Regions from separate parts of the Oryctolagus cuniculus genome. Here regions 1 and 3 are each linked to region 2. The links are chromatin contacts, called in public Micro-C maps. All regions are on one chromosome and are shown on one strand. The core of a region is the stretch at or near the end of the contact, and the rest is flanking DNA. Distances in the headings are between cores, read along the strand shown.

Region 1 (4,887 bases), core at 2,016-4,515, 190 kb before region 2:
GGCCACCCTCTACTGCTTTCCCAGGCCATAGCAGAGAGCTGGATCAGAGTTGGAGCAGCCGAGCCTTGAACTGGCACCCATATGGGATGCCGGCGCTGCAGGCGGTGGCTTTACTTGCTGTGCCACCATGCCGGCCCCAATGAGCTCCTTTTCCCAGCCTGATTTCCAGCCCTCCCTCCTGGGAGCAGCTTCATTATGGCCACCTGGGTCTCAGGGTTTTGTTTCTAGGGCCCAAGAGGTGCCATGCCTAGGGATCACCACGGCCCAAGTAAAGGACGGGCAGGGGAATGGTTAACCCAGTCACCAGGGCTCACAGGGGAGGAAGAGCTCAAAGCCAGACTCTTCCACTGTCCCCTACCGGAACTGCCCCGGCAGGACAGATTTCACCTGCCAGACCCACCTCTGGGCTGAGGGTAGCTGCTGAGTGACCCTCCCTCCCCCAGAGGCGTGGGCACAGCTGGCAGGGCCCTGGCCTCCAGCTGCAGCGTATCTGTTCCACTCTGGGGCCACTGCCCTGGATCCCTGAGGTGCCAGAGCCACAGGGCGAAGTTCTTGGAAGGGGCAGGCCCAGCTGGGCCCAGCCTGGCCAGCAGCTGTTCCTCCGTCCCACCCCCACGTGCAGGCGGCAGCTGATGGGCTGAGGCTGCTGGATCTGGAGAGCTCCACACCCCCACCCCGACCCCCAACCCACCCTCCCATCCCCAGGGGACACACCCTGCCCTCTCCCCTCAAACAAGAGAGAACTGCAAGTCCTGTGGGCTGAGGCCAGAGACCTTCCCAGTTGGAAGACAGGTATGGGAGACGCCCAGCACTACAGATGGAGCCCAAGGAAGACAACAGCTGAACAAGATTGGGGGGGGGGGGTGAGTTGGCAGGGAGTGACCTCAACTGCACAGCTGACTAGCGGACTACAGCTGTGGGAACAAGCCCTGCTCACAGGGCTGCAATAGTAGGGAAAGACAAGGCAGCCCTCGGCCCCACCCAGACCCTGGGCTGAAAGCTTACCTCACCCCATCTGCCCCATCCAGGGGCCAATGCTGACCCAGGGCGGAGCTTTAACTGGGAAAACAAGGGGACTCTCCATTCACTGCGCAGATTAACACCTGGGAACTTCCCAGCTAAGACTTGGGGTTGGAACTATCTTAAAAGGGCATGATGAGGGCACTAGCCCACAAAGTGAGTTGCCACAGGGAGCAGGTAGAAGCCAGCACGCAGGCAAGACGTTGGGTTAGGAGCCCACCAAGGGCCCACCTCAGCGCAGCTCCCCAGGGGCAGCCCACTGGTCACCAAGAGTGGGGAGCAGAAAAGAACGCAGAGGCTACACAAACAGGAAGCCACAAGGCTTGGGCAGCAGGAGGGGCCGAGGTGGGGGCCGTTGCCATGGCTTCTGTGTACCAAACACAAGAACAGAGACAGGGTGGGGGCACCGGGCAGAACCGCCCACTGCACACAGTCCTGGTTAGGGGAGGCTGGGAGCCCAGGGGCCGCCCTCGGGAAGAGCCAGGTGCATGGGATTTCTGTAGGCGGCAGCCTCAGTGGATTTGCAGAGCGACTGGAGGAGGTGGGAAGTTAGTCTGGGTGTAGAGAAGCAGACTCAAGTAATTCAGGAGAAGGAACGCCCTGGGCGGGGAAGGTGAGTTCTAAACTGAAGCGCTCATACCTGGAAATCCTGGAGGGTGACGGAATTGAGTGAGGAAAGGATTAGAGACCAATGCCTGGGGGGGGGCAGGGGCAGGGACGAGGCTGAGGGCTGGAGGTGGGGCGGGGCTGGTGCTGCAGCTGGACAAAGACTAGTCGCTCAGGAGCGGTAGGGCCCTGCGGGTCCAGCCCCATCTTGGCCAGCTCTACCGTCAGGTCTGCCCGTGCAACAGGAGAGAGAAATTGGGAGGGGTTGGAGATGGGGGAGCTGGCCCCGTCTGGTGCTCTGGAGTCAAAGAGAACTGCTGGGGAGCCCGTCCAGGCCACAGGTCTCCTCCCACACCGAACCTCCACATTCCATCCCCAGTCCCACCCGGTTTCCTCCTGCGCCGCCGATACCAGGCGCCCCCAGAGCCTCCCCATACAGGCTCCAGGAGGCTCCAGGAAGCCTGCGGGGCGGGGGGAGGCTGCAGTCCACTTCCGGCCCGCAGGTCTGGCCCCAAGGCCGCTCCTCCGCCCCCCACCCCCACCGCCACGCCCTGGGCCGTTACTGCGGATGACTCACCCCCGCCCGACGGCCCGCCGCTGGGGTGACGCAGTGGTTTGGGCAGCCCGCCCGCCCGCGGCCACCACGGGCTTTCCCAGCAGCAGGGGGCACGCGTGGGGGACAGCGGGGCCCGGGCAGGGATAAGGGTTCTTGGAGAGCAGTCGCCCTCCCACCTCGAAGACAGGGGCACCCTGGCGAGCGGTCGGGCAGCAGCCTCAGACTTCTGAGGTCGGGGGCTCTCCTGGCGACCACCGCTGCCTTGGAGACGGCGAGGCCGCCTTGGGCGCAGCGCACGGAGACCTCCTAGCCTCCGCCCGTGACCTCGGGTACATCAAAGCGAGCTGGAAAGGCGGCCTCGGAGACTCAGAGCGCAGGCAGTGCCCACACGTGCTCCAAGGACCAGGAAGTGGAGGGTCGCACAAGAACCCCGAGAGCGTGGAGCCTGCCCAAGGCGCGCACGGGGACCCTGGACCTACGTCCGACGCCCTCCTTTCCTTGGCCCCATGGGGACCGGCTCTGGAGCCTCTGTTCCTGACGGGCGGTCCGTCTATGCACCCGCAAACCTCGTGGAACCCCATTGTCCGGCAAAGTTCAGCTTTGGGGGACAGGAGCTGACAGCATGGGCTGGGGCGGAGCAGTCATCGGATCCCTGCAGGAACCAGCCCTTTGACCCCCAAGCTCCCTGAGCAAGTCTCAGGCTCTGGCTTCGTGCTTTCTGAAGACCACGCACATCCCCCTGCCCCCAGTCTCCCGCCCGGACCCACGCTACTGCTCACCGTTCAAGCGGGCTGGACTGTTGCTCACTCCAGGCAGGGGCTTCAGCAACAAGCGTAGCGCCCAGCCGGGGCCAGGGGTTTTCTGGAGGGTCCCGCCTCAGACAGGGCGGACCAGGGGCGGGGCAAGGGCCGAGAAAGTTTAAAGGCGCCGCGCCTATAAACTTAAGAGGGGCAGGGTGGGTAGGAATGAAGGCTAAAGGATGTGAGAAGTCTGCCTACAACCGCAGCTGCAGTGGTCTCCATCCATAGACTTGTGCCCCAGTAAGAAATTTTCTGCCTACAAGGTTAGCTCAAGACTGTGGGCGTGTCTAGGTTAGCAAGGTAAATGGAGCCACAGGAAGGCAGCCTCCCCCCACCCCACTAGGGTGTGACAGAATTGGGGTTTGCAGGCCAGGACAGCATCCCCACGTGGTCTTGCCCTCCACCTCCTTCAAGCTAGGACAGGTGCTAACAGTGAGGTCACTCCTTGCCCTCCCCACCCCCATCCAAAGGGCGTGGTTGGTCTTGGTATCCAGGGTTCACAGCTGACTCCTGTTCCCCTGCCATCCCCTGTGTGACCTGGAGTCAGTCTTAAGTCCTAGGAGGATCAGCAAGGGGGGGCTCAGAGCAGGAGAAGGGTGGCAGGTGGGGGGAGGGCAGCGGAGTTTAGGGTGATATCCCCTCAGCAGTCCCCAGGGTGGAGTCCCCATTTACGCCTATTAGTGGAGCTGGTGTATAGGAGCCTCCGCACTGTACGTGATATTCAAGGACGTGAACAACCAGTCCCCTCCAGCCTTCCCATTCTGTCATTCCCCAAGTCCCACCTAGTCCTGTATCCCTCCCACCCTGTGCCTTCGTAAGAGCTCTTCCTGTGCCTGGGATGTTTTCCTTTCTTGATTCGCTTCTCCTGTTCAACCTGAGCTGCTGTGTGACTTTTGGGCAGATTCCCGAAGCACGCTAGGTTTCAGTTCCCTAGCCTGTAAAACAGAGCTAATAGGACCACGTAACTCGGCTTGGGAGAGTGCACCTGCACAGGGGAAGAGCTGAGAGTGGTGGCTGGCACATGGTGAATGCTGTCATTATCACCACCACCTCCCTTTGAGGAGCCTCCTTTGTAGCACGTGCCTTAGCACACGATTCACTGCATGTTTACTTGAGCTGAACTCCTTCCTTTGTGCTATGATAATAACCAACACACAGCTTTATCACAGAACTTATCGTATCACACAGTAACTATTTCTTTATTTTTGGCCTGACAAGAACTCCCTAAGGGCTAAGGCAAGTCTCAGTGAACTTTGTCTTTTTGCTAAACTTTGTTTTAGTGGCTGGTCTTTATTAACTGGCCTCATTAGGCACTCAATAAATGCTTTTTAAAAATATTCATGTATTTATTGTTACTTTATTTGAAAGGTAGAGAGACAGAATTTCTAACTGCTTGTTCACTCCCCAAATGCCCACATCAGCCAGGGTTGGGCCAGGCTGTAACCAGGAGCCTGAAACTCAACTCTGATCTCCCAGCGGGTGGCAGGGACCCAAGTACCTGAGCCATTAGCACTGCCTCCCACTGTGCACATTAGCAGGAAGCAGGGCCAGGATTTGAACCCAGGCTTGATAAAGGCTGCGGGAGTCCCCTGTGGCACCTTAGCTGCTCTATCAGGTGCCTGCCCCAGTAAATGCTTCTGGAATGCCGCTGCACGCACCCGTACTTGTTCAGGACGATTCTCCTCCTCTGTAATGATTTTCCCACCTCTCCCTCAGATTCAAAACCAGGTAACACACAGAAACATTTTTCACTTTCTTTATTTACCTGTAAAAAACTTCACCCGCACCACCAGCACCACACACACGTGTGTGTGCGCACACACACACAAACACACACACACAAGGGGCAGATCTAGGATCCCTATTCCAATCCCCACAGTCACCCAGGGCACCAGCACGGAAGTG
Region 2 (4,898 bases), core at 823-3,322:
GGCGAGGTCGAGGGGACTGCCCTCATCAGTCACTTCCAGGCGTGCCACTGTGCAGTGGCTGAAGGGAAATACCCAGCACTCCGTGGTCCGGGAGCCCTCCGGCTCCTCTACAAAAGGCCCTCTCGTCTTCCCTACCCCACGGCCATGCTCTCAGCCCCTTCCTTCTTCCTCTGGCTGTCACGGGGAGAACTCGTGGTCAGCTGGCGCAGGACACAGGCCTGGAGTCCGGATGTCAGGTTGCAGCCCCAGGTCCAGAAGTCTGGCCCAGGACCAGTCCCTTCCTCTCCCAGGTCTCAGTTTCCACCCTGAATCTGTGACTCAGGAGCACCTCGCTTGGGGCACATACAATCAGCATGAAGGCCAGACAGCCAGGCTGACACCTCCCCCCCACCCCACCCCACTCCTGCCTACTCCCTCGAGGCAGACTCTGCTCAGAAGGGCCCCTCAGCCCTCCCTGGCTCCACAGCTGCTGATGCCTGGAGATCCCCATGGGAAAGTCACCCTCCCAGCCTTGGGAAATGAGCTGTCACACAGCTCCTCTCCCCAGCCAGCCCCCTCCCTGGTGACTGGATCTGGGTTCACATCCTGGCTCCAGCACTCACTGCAGGTGAGCCCTCAGATCCTCTCTGTGCATCCCCCCTCCCCACCTCCACCTCCCCTGGGCTCCTCACTGCCCCATGCTTTCCACTGGGGAGAAGGAGCCAAGTGCTAGGCAACCAGGTCCCCCAGCTCCTTCCTCGCTCTACACCCATCTGCTTCCCGGCCAGGGACCCAAAGAAAGGCCTCCTCCTAGCCCCGTGGGCACAGGGCGGTGAGGCAAGGGAAGACTGCACTATCTGGAAACAGGCGGTGGCTGGGGCTTCTGCGTTGACTACCCCAGCTCTCAAGCCACCACCCTCTCCCCCTGCACCCTGCTCCTCTGCAATCGGCTCCTCTAACTCCCCCACCCATGGCGCTCCTGTTCCCAGGCCTTGGGTCTTCTGGGCAGCCACGCAGGCAGCTGTACTGTCTCCCCACCACACTCTTGCCCACACACCTCCAACAGAGAATCTCCGCTCCAGGCCTCAACCAATCCCACTGTCACTACCCTGGAGCATCCATGCAAGGCCGGCCCCAGACGGCCCCCATAAACACCCAGACTGTGGACAAGTTGCTTGGAGCTCGCAGAATCAGTCTCCATGGAGCTTAGCGTCTCATGAGGCAGGGAAGCAGTCACTCAAGGGGTGTGCCGACCAGTGGGGGTCGCAGGGCACAGTGCCATCCGGGAGCGCTGAAGACCGGCAAGGAGGGACCCGGCCCAGGGTGGAGATGGGGCTGAGAGTAGAAACCGCCCCCAACCTCAGATAAAGTGTATGGGGGGCAATTAGGGAACAGCAACTTCAAAGATTGTGGGCAGAAGCGGCTCCTGGGCCTCTAGCCAACTCTGATGCAATTACGAAGACGGGCAGGCACTGCCCACGCAGGGCAGACACCCAAGGCCAGGCCTGGGACTGAGTGGGGGGCAGAAGGGACCTGCAGCACTTCGTTTGCGGCGACCCCAGGATCTAAATATGCGGGCTGAGAAGCGGGGCTGCCTCCCTGAGATCCGGGGTGCCCCAGTTCCCAGGCCTGGAGCTGGGGAGCCCTGCCTCTCCCCATACAGACTCGGCCATACCGCTCTCACCTAGAGCAGCGGGGCGCCGAGCCCGGGGAGGCTGGAGACACCCTTGAGGCAGAAGGGGGCTGCGAGGAGTTCAGAAAGGCGGGGGAGACAGCGGGGCCGGGGCGGGGGCCGGGCTTACCCAGCGTTAGCAGCAGCAACTGCAGCAACCGCGGCGGCGGCGTGGGGCGGAGGGCGCCCATCGTGCGCAGCCGGATCTGAGGAGTCTCCGGGGGGCGGCGCGGACTCTGCGGGGCCGGGGCCGCGGGGGGCGCATGCCCGGGTGGGGAGCAAGAAGCGGAGCAGCGAGGCGTGGGTATACGGAGCGGCCCGGCGCCGAGCGGGAGCTGCTGGGTCCCCCCTCCTCTCTGCCTCCTCCCGCTGCTTTTACTCCCGCCCTCGGCGGCCCCAGGGACCATTCCCGTCCCGCCTCGTCCCGCCCCGCCGCGGTTCCCGGCCCCGCCCAGTCACAGTCCCGCCCCGCCAGACTCCAGTCTTGGCCCCGCCCCAGGCCCCGCCCCGGCCCTGGGCTCATCCCTATCTACCCTCGCAACGAGCTCACCCCCGCCCTGCACCTGCTAGCCTTTCCCGGAGGGCTGGATACAGGAGCCCTGGGGTGGTGGCCACGTGTTTAAAATCCAGTCACTTGCTCTGGGCCACTGGTCTTCGCAGCAAACCCTGCAGAAGGGGTAGCAGGACCCCGGAGTTCCGGGACGCGGGGGGGGGGGGGGGGGGGCTTTGGGCTGAAACCCCGTTCAGGGCCCCGGGAGACCCGTACCACCTCCCCACACCCCCACCCCCCACAGAGAGCGAAATGAAAGAATGGGTTAGGAGGGTGCGTCATCCGGAAGCCATTGCTTCCTGGTGCCGCTGCTTAACCTCCCTCAGCCTCAGTTTTCTCCCTTGCAGACAGAACTGAGTTCTATCACGTCCGCCGGCATCCTCCCCCCTCCCCCCCCCCCGGGTAACCGTGAGGACTGACGCTGGAGTTTTGGCCCAGGGTAACCTACACGAACGAGGAACTGGCGTGGGGACGTTGTTTTGTTTTTTCAGTTATTATTAAAACCGTTTCCTTAGTTCAGACCTGGGGTTTTGTGTCCAGTGGGAGGAGCTGGGAAGGGTAGGGCCTGGGGGGGGGGGTGAGGAGGAGCAACTGGTTCCTAGGTGCTCTGCCCTGGAGAAGGGGGCCGTGGGAGGGGCGGCAAGGGGGAGGGAGAGAGGGAACAGCCAGGCGGGCCAAAGTGGCTGCCAATGGGAGGGGACCCTAGGGCTCACCTCGCACCTGGCGCCCTTCAGCCCCTACTTGTCCTTTCTGAGTTCTCACCTCCCCCATTACAGAGAAGGAAGCCGGGGCCCAGAGAGCGGAAGCGGCAGGGGCCAGACCAGACCCTTCCAGAGCCTGGCACAGTGCCCAATTCAGAGCAGGTGATCATGGATTGGCCAGTTGCAGTCTCACTCAGGACCCCTGGAGGAAGCAGAGCTTGGGAGCCTGGAGGGCACCTAGAGGCCGTCACCTCCCAGTGTGGGCCCAGAGGCAGGCCAGCAGGGCGTCTGTTTATCCATATATCCACAGCCTGGAACCTGCAGACTCATTGCATCAAGTCCATCCCTAGACGCATAAGGGAGCTTTTAAAGATTTATTTATTTATTTGAGAAGTAGAGTTACAGACAGAGAGAGGGAAAGACAGGTCTTCCATTTGCTGGTTCATTCCCCAAATGGCCATAATGGCCAGAGCTGGGCTGATCTAAAGCCAGGAGCCAGGAGCTTCTTCCGGGTCTCCCGTGTGGGTGCAGGGGCCCAAGCACTAAGGCCTTTTTCCACTGCCCTCCAGGCCACCAGCAGGGAGTTTGATCAGAAGTGGAGCAGCCAGGATATGAACCAGCGCCCGTATGAAATGCTGGCACTGCAGGCAGAGGCTTAACCGACCACGCCACAGCACTGGCCCCGGCATCCTCCCTTTCTTCAGGAGTTGAGTAGATTTAATGCCTTCCTGATGCTTGAGGCGTTAGCCATCATGATCGCAGTAGCTGATGCCACTTCTGGAACGCTTCCACGGTAGGGTCCCTTGGGACATTACTGCTAGTCTTCACAGCAAATTTTGCAAGATGGTGTCATTTAACAGAAAAGCAACCCGAGGTCCACCCTAGGCCACACAGCTGTTAAAGGGTCAAGCGTTGGGACCCACCACATGGCCCAGATTCTGTTAAAGGCCTAGATTTTGGAGACCACCACATGGCCTGAATTCTGCGGGAGGCATGCTTGGCCAGATTACAATGTTCAGTTAACAATGGCAAAGGTCAGTTGACATGATGACAAAGCAGCTAAGGAAATGCTTTGGGCTTGCCCCAGTTAATAATTAGGCCCCCTCAAGACCCTCCACATTGCGACTGTTCTCTTAATCATGGCTTCCAAGCAAACAACTCTTTCCTGTGAACACCAAAACTCCTATTGTTCCCTGTTTCAGCATGTTTAAATTTCCTCATCATGAAATCCTGTTTTCACAAAACTGCACTTTTTTATGATTAATCGATCATGTCACCATGGATAATAAATACTTGGAGTAACCAGACATCCAGGCCTCAGCCTCTACCTCCACCTTTGATAGTAGACAGTGTCCCCTGGTCTCCCCTCATTACAATCTCTGAGTCTGCTTCTTTAACCTATGCAACTCTTTTTTCCAGTTAACCTGATGTAGCAGTCAAGGTGTGATTTGAGCCTAGGCCTGTCTGTCCCCAAAGCCCCAAACCTACCTACACCCCACTGTGTCTCCTCCACAAACCTCTCCAACCTATAAACTCATTCATGCAGCAAACGCTGGTTGGGCCAGGCCTTGTGCTGTGCACTGGAGATGGCCTGGTAAACAGCACAGGCATTGTCCCCTGCCCCCAGGGATCGCTGTCATTGCTAGGGGCACACACCAGCAACAAGTACCAACAATCCCCAGGTTGGACGTTATCGGAGGATCCTTCAGGGAGCTGAGGGATCATCCTCAGCCTATCGCTTGAAGCTGCGCAGGAGCTGTGGCACGCAGGTAGGCGTTGAGGGCTGGTCTGGGGTCTCCAGGGGGCGCAAAGGCGCCAGGAGGGCGCAGCTTCTTCCGCGTGCCCCTCCCCAGGCTGCGGGTTCCAGAGGTGGCCGGCAGAGGGAGCCCGTGGTCCAGGCCTGGCTCGGCTTGGGCCGCTTATGTAACTGGACAAGCTGGGGGAGGACAGCACGGCTCCGGCACCAGTGGCGTCACGTCACGCAAGCAGACGCGGA
Region 3 (4,820 bases), core at 1,003-3,502, 190 kb after region 2:
ACCACCTCACGGCTATGACATCATGATAGCTATCAATTTTGCTAAGAATTCTGGTGTCTTCGAGCAACAGACTTAAGAGGTCTGCTTAGACAGTCCCATTTTCTGGGGTCTTTACCCACTCTCCTTACCCACTCTCCCGGCAGCTTCTGAGAGCTTCTGGAACTGCTCCACCAGGTGGGGCTCTTCCTCAGCCAACTCCTTCATTGCTTTCTCAAACTCTGCAGTGGCTTGGGAAGCCAGCTCACTGTCAAACAGCTCCTGGAAAAACTTCTCTTGGGAGGCGAAAAGGGCATCCTGCAGAGGAGGGGCAACCACAGTACCTTTTACAGCACTGCACTTTGGCCTGGCCTCTCACAGAAGCCACAGGTAGTAGCTCTTGGAAATGCAGCGCCTCCCTCCTACCCACCTCCACAGGACATTCTAACCACCTATCCCAGTAAGGCATCTGGCCAGTGAGGGAGGGGTACAGGGGAGCATACCAATCCAACCATTTAAACCTACTTTTTTCCCAAGGAGGTTTCTTGAGATTCTTCCACTCAGCCTCAAGTCCCTGTTTCACAAGGGCTGAGGCCTGCAACAGCACTCAGCGATCTGAGGCCAAGGCACCCTTCCCCGCCTCCCCTCTGGCCCACAGGGGCCTGCCCCACCTCTGCTCAGAGCTGCATGCCCATCCCCGCCCCCTCCCTTAAGGGACTAGAATGTGTACTTTGGCAGTGTCTCCTGGCGATTTCTTCTGGGGCCCCGATGCATCGGGGGCCGTGGTGGTAGGAAGGGGTGCTGGGGAAGGTTTGGCTTTATCGAAATCATCAAGAGCACCTTCAGAGACAAGAGACACGGTGTGTGTGTTGGGGACAGATGAGGCTGTAAGGCTGGCTGGTTTCTGGGCAAAGCATTAGGAAAACGATCGTTCATATTGCCAACTTTCCTCAGTTTTGTCTCCCCCACCCAGCCAACCCATCAATAAGCATCCCACTTAGATTACCTAATTTACTGAGCTCAAACAGGAAGAAATTCCTTAAGGTGGGAAAAGCATCCCCTCAGAGCTGCGAGGATTACAGGGTTACAGTTCTGCACAGCCATCTGCACGCACATACTCTGATTCCTGAGAAATTCCATACAAATTTCCCACAAGAGCAGAGACCTAGGTGTCCTTACTCCCCTGAATGCACTCTGGAACGCTAAAGGGGATAATCTCTGGCAGGAAAGCACCAGATGTCCCACCTGCGTCCTGTTGGACTTGGTGCTAGCACAGACTGAGGATCTCCCTCTGTGCTCTATGGCGGGGAATTCAACTTTCTTACTCTCCAACTGAGTTCTCCCTTTGGTTTCTCCCTCTGCAGATAACCATCTGCCCATTTACTTGGCACTTGGCACACCTCACTGTTCTGTTCATTCTTCTGCCTGCCCACATCTCCGTGATTGGGTAAGAGATAGCAGTAAAATCACCTCTGCCCTGAAGAGCCTGTGTTGTCACCACCACTCTGCCTGCCAAGCCTAGGAAAGGGCCAAGCCCCACTCAGGGCAGGAAAGCGACAGAGAAGCGAAGGACAAGGCTAAGGGAGAAAAGAATCTCCGTGCTCTTTCAGAAGAGTGCACTCTCTTCCCCCGGGGGACTACTGCATCCTGTTTCTCAAATAGGAAAGGGGTTTGCTTGAACTAACATGACCAAAGAACTGCAGCAGGGGCCGGGAAAGGAGAAAGGTTTGGGAGGAGACAAAATTTTTGTGTTACAGATAACAGAAGGACACAATAAGAGTTAACGCAGGCAATCCGTGAAGGTTCACTCAGCCGCCCGCCCACCAAGGGCCAAAACTGCTGGGGGCAGGGAACAAGTTCGACTTCAAGAACTTGGTACTAATCAAAAGCAAAGGCAGGTTAGAGGAGGATCAGGAAGCACAGCCCTGACAAGGCCGGTTACCACTAGGCGAGCTCCCCTGCTGCCGCCACCCGGGAGCGGCCCGGTGACCCAGAGATCGAATCAGGGGTCGCAGTCAGAACTCCGCCCCCGCCCAACCTTGGCAGAGTCTCTCCCGCTCAGCCCCAAATATCTCAGGTTCACTTTACCCTCTGAATGGGTCCCTCATTCTCGCCCCCTTCGAGCCATTCCCATTACGGGCTCTTACTTTCCAGAAGCTCCTCCAATTCCCGGTCCGCTTCGGCCGCGGCACCACAACCTTCCTCTGCGGCCGCCATCTTGCTACCTCCGGCTTGCCGTAGGAGGAGGACACCGGCGCCGCGAGCCCCGCCCTCGCCCCGCCCCTTCCCGGCAGCCGCGGGTATTATTGGCCAGTGCAGAACCGCCCTCTTTAAAGGGACAGGAAGGTTTGGAATTGTTTTTGTTGTTTTCTCTCTTGCCTAGGACCGTTGAACCATGGAGAATGGGAGCTTAGTGTTGTGCTCTGCCTTCAGGTTCCCACTTTACCTAAATGAGTCTTTCATTATTTCTTCCAGAGCTGTGGGTAGGCCAGTTTGGGACAAACTGCTTAGGAATAACCAGAATCTGCATATATGACCAAAAAAAAAAAAAAAAAGACTCTTACAGCGCATAACGTAATATTTTCCCCCTCACTTCCTCTAGTATTTCATTCAAATGTCATCTCTGCAATGCTTTTCACCAAATAAAATTGCACCCCCCAAATTTCTAATTCCCCTCTCTTTTCTGACATCAAACACTATCTGATATACTATGTATTTTCCTTATTTATTCTGGTTTATTATTATTATTATTATTAATCCCCAATCCTGTAGAGTATAAGCAGAATAAAGACAAAGGTTTTCTTCTATTGTCTTCACTGTTATATCCCCAGCTCCTGCCCCAGGGCTTACAATTTGGTCAGCACTCATTGGTCACTTTTTGTTCTTCCAGATCCTAGTCAAGCACAGTTCTCTGCTGAATCTAGTGGGTATCTCTCAGGCCCTATTAGAAAACTGTAGTTCTACGGGTCAGGTGTTGAGCATAGCGGTTAACATGTCAGTTGGGATGCCCACATTCTACACCGATTGGCGTGCCAGGGTTCAAGGCCAGCTATGCTCCAGATTCCTACTAATACACACTTTGGGAGGGAGCAGGTGATGGCTCAGGTACTTGAGTCCCTGCCAACCACGTGGCAGACCCGGACTGAATTCCCAGCTTTGGCCACACCCAGCTCTGAGCTGTTGTGGGCATTTCAGGAGTGAACCAGCAGATGGAAGATCCTCATCATTCTGTCTCTCTGCCCTTCAAATAAATAATTTTTAAAAAATAAGATTTATTTGAAAGGCAGAGTTACAGAGTGAGGAGAGAGATCTTCCATCTGATGGTTCACTCCTCAGATGGCCACAAGGGAACCAGGAACTTCTTCCAAGTCTCTATTGTGGGTGGCAGGGGCCCAACCACTTGGGCCATCTTCTGTTGCTTGCCCAGGCAATTAGCAGAGAGTTGGATCAGGAGTGAAGCAACTGGGACTCAAACCAGCTCCCATATGGAATGCTAGCAGAGGAGGCAGTGGTTTAACCCACTGCACCACAACGCCTGCCCCAAACAGATAAATTTTTAATACAAAACCTTGTCAAATTAAAGGACGCAGGGTCAGGAACTTCTAACCCAAGTTAGAGAAAACAACTCTGGGACCTTAGGGTGAGCAAGAGGGAAATCCAAATGTAGTAGTGATGAGCCTGCCTTCCCTGACTGACTTACTCTCTTTACACAGAACCCAGTCTCTGAGGGAATGAAGGTAGGAGAGGCTCAGATTGAGAACATTCTAGACGCCACTTTCCTCTTTTTGAATTGCTCTACTCAGATGTCAGAATATAGCAACTGTTTAAATCTGCTTTGGCACTTAAAGAGTGCATCTTTCATTAAAGTCTTGTGCTGAACACAGCGGAGAATACAGAAATCAAGACCAGCCCCTGTTGTAAGGTAGTTGACTGGCAGTCTGCTGGAGGTACAAATAGATATAAACAGTTAAGTATGTCTCTCTTTTTTTAAAAAAATATTTATTTGAGAGGAAGAGTTACAGACACAGGGCGGGAGAGACAAAGTATTCTCTCCGCTGGTTCACTACCCTAATGGCCACAACACCAGAGCTGGGCAGATCTGAAGCTAGGAGGCAGAAGCCAACAGTTTCTTCCCAGTCTCCCATGTAGGTGAAGGGGCCATCTTCCACTGCTTTCCTAGGCCACTAGTAGGAAGCTGGACTGGAAGTGGAGCATCTGGGACTCAAATCAGCACCCAAATGGGATGCCAGCAACACAGAATAAGGCTTAGCTTACTATGTCACAGCACTGGCCCCATTAAGTATGTCCTAAAAGAGGTGAAGAAAAGTGTTATAAAGGTTAGATAAGAGAAATCAGATCTAAATGAAAATATCTTCCAAGTTGCTTCATCACCCTCATACTGAGCTTCTTAAACATACATTTAATTACTATGTCGGAGGACCAGCATTGTGGCATTAGGGAGTTGGATCGCTGTGTTCTGTGGTGCTGGCATCCCATGGGGATTCCATGAATCTTGACTGCTCCACTTCCAATACAGCTCACTGCTGGTATACCTGGGAAAGCAGCAAATGATGGCCTGAATGCTTAGGCCCCTGCGACCCACACAGGAGACCTGGAGGAGGCTCCTGGCTCCTGGCTTTGGCTTGGCACAGCCCTGGCTTTTGCAGTCATCTGGGGGTGGTGGTGGGGGATGTCAGTAGTGGATGGAGGATCTCTGTCTCTCCCTAACTCTGCCTGTCAAATAAATCAGTTTTTAAGCATAAACATATACACACATACATACATACTGTTGGGGGGGCAGCATTGTGACCCAGCAGGTTAAGTCTATGACACCAGCATCCCTT

Evidence for each region. A called contact is a pair of places that touch in the nucleus more often than the background predicts.
Region 1: a contact with region 2 is called in a Micro-C map of ear pinna, with 3 times the contacts expected there. The contact joins the promoter of TAGLN2 here to the promoter of IGSF8 in region 2. A contact is called at or near these places in 2 of 6 Hi-C or Micro-C datasets (ear pinna and an unstated tissue).
Region 3: a contact with region 2 is called in a Micro-C map of ear pinna, with 8 times the contacts expected there. The contact joins the promoter of DCAF8 here to the promoter of IGSF8 in region 2. A contact is called at or near these places in 3 of 6 Hi-C or Micro-C datasets (ear pinna, psoas muscle and an unstated tissue).

Annotation. Positions count from the first base shown.
Region 1 is chr7:39,018,426-39,023,312 of mOryCun1.1, reverse strand. It overlaps TAGLN2 (transgelin 2), which reads right to left and starts at 3,265. Exons shown (of 5, transcript XM_070077488.1): 1 at 2,962-3,265. It overlaps LOC138850517 (a long non-coding RNA gene), which reads left to right and starts at 764. Exons shown (of 2, transcript XR_011390345.1): 1 at 764-1,633. It overlaps IGSF9 (immunoglobulin superfamily member 9), which reads right to left. Exons shown (of 20, transcript XM_051858482.2): 20 at 4,725-4,887.
Region 2 is chr7:38,822,476-38,827,373 of mOryCun1.1, reverse strand. It overlaps IGSF8 (immunoglobulin superfamily member 8), which reads right to left and starts at 2,072. Exons shown (of 7, transcript XM_002715248.5): 1 at 1,782-2,072. The coding sequence starts at 2,058.
Region 3 is chr7:38,634,690-38,639,509 of mOryCun1.1, reverse strand. It overlaps DCAF8 (DDB1 and CUL4 associated factor 8), which reads right to left and starts at 2,252. Exons shown (of 20, transcript XR_011390341.1): 1 at 2,124-2,252; 2 at 707-816; 3 at 129-294.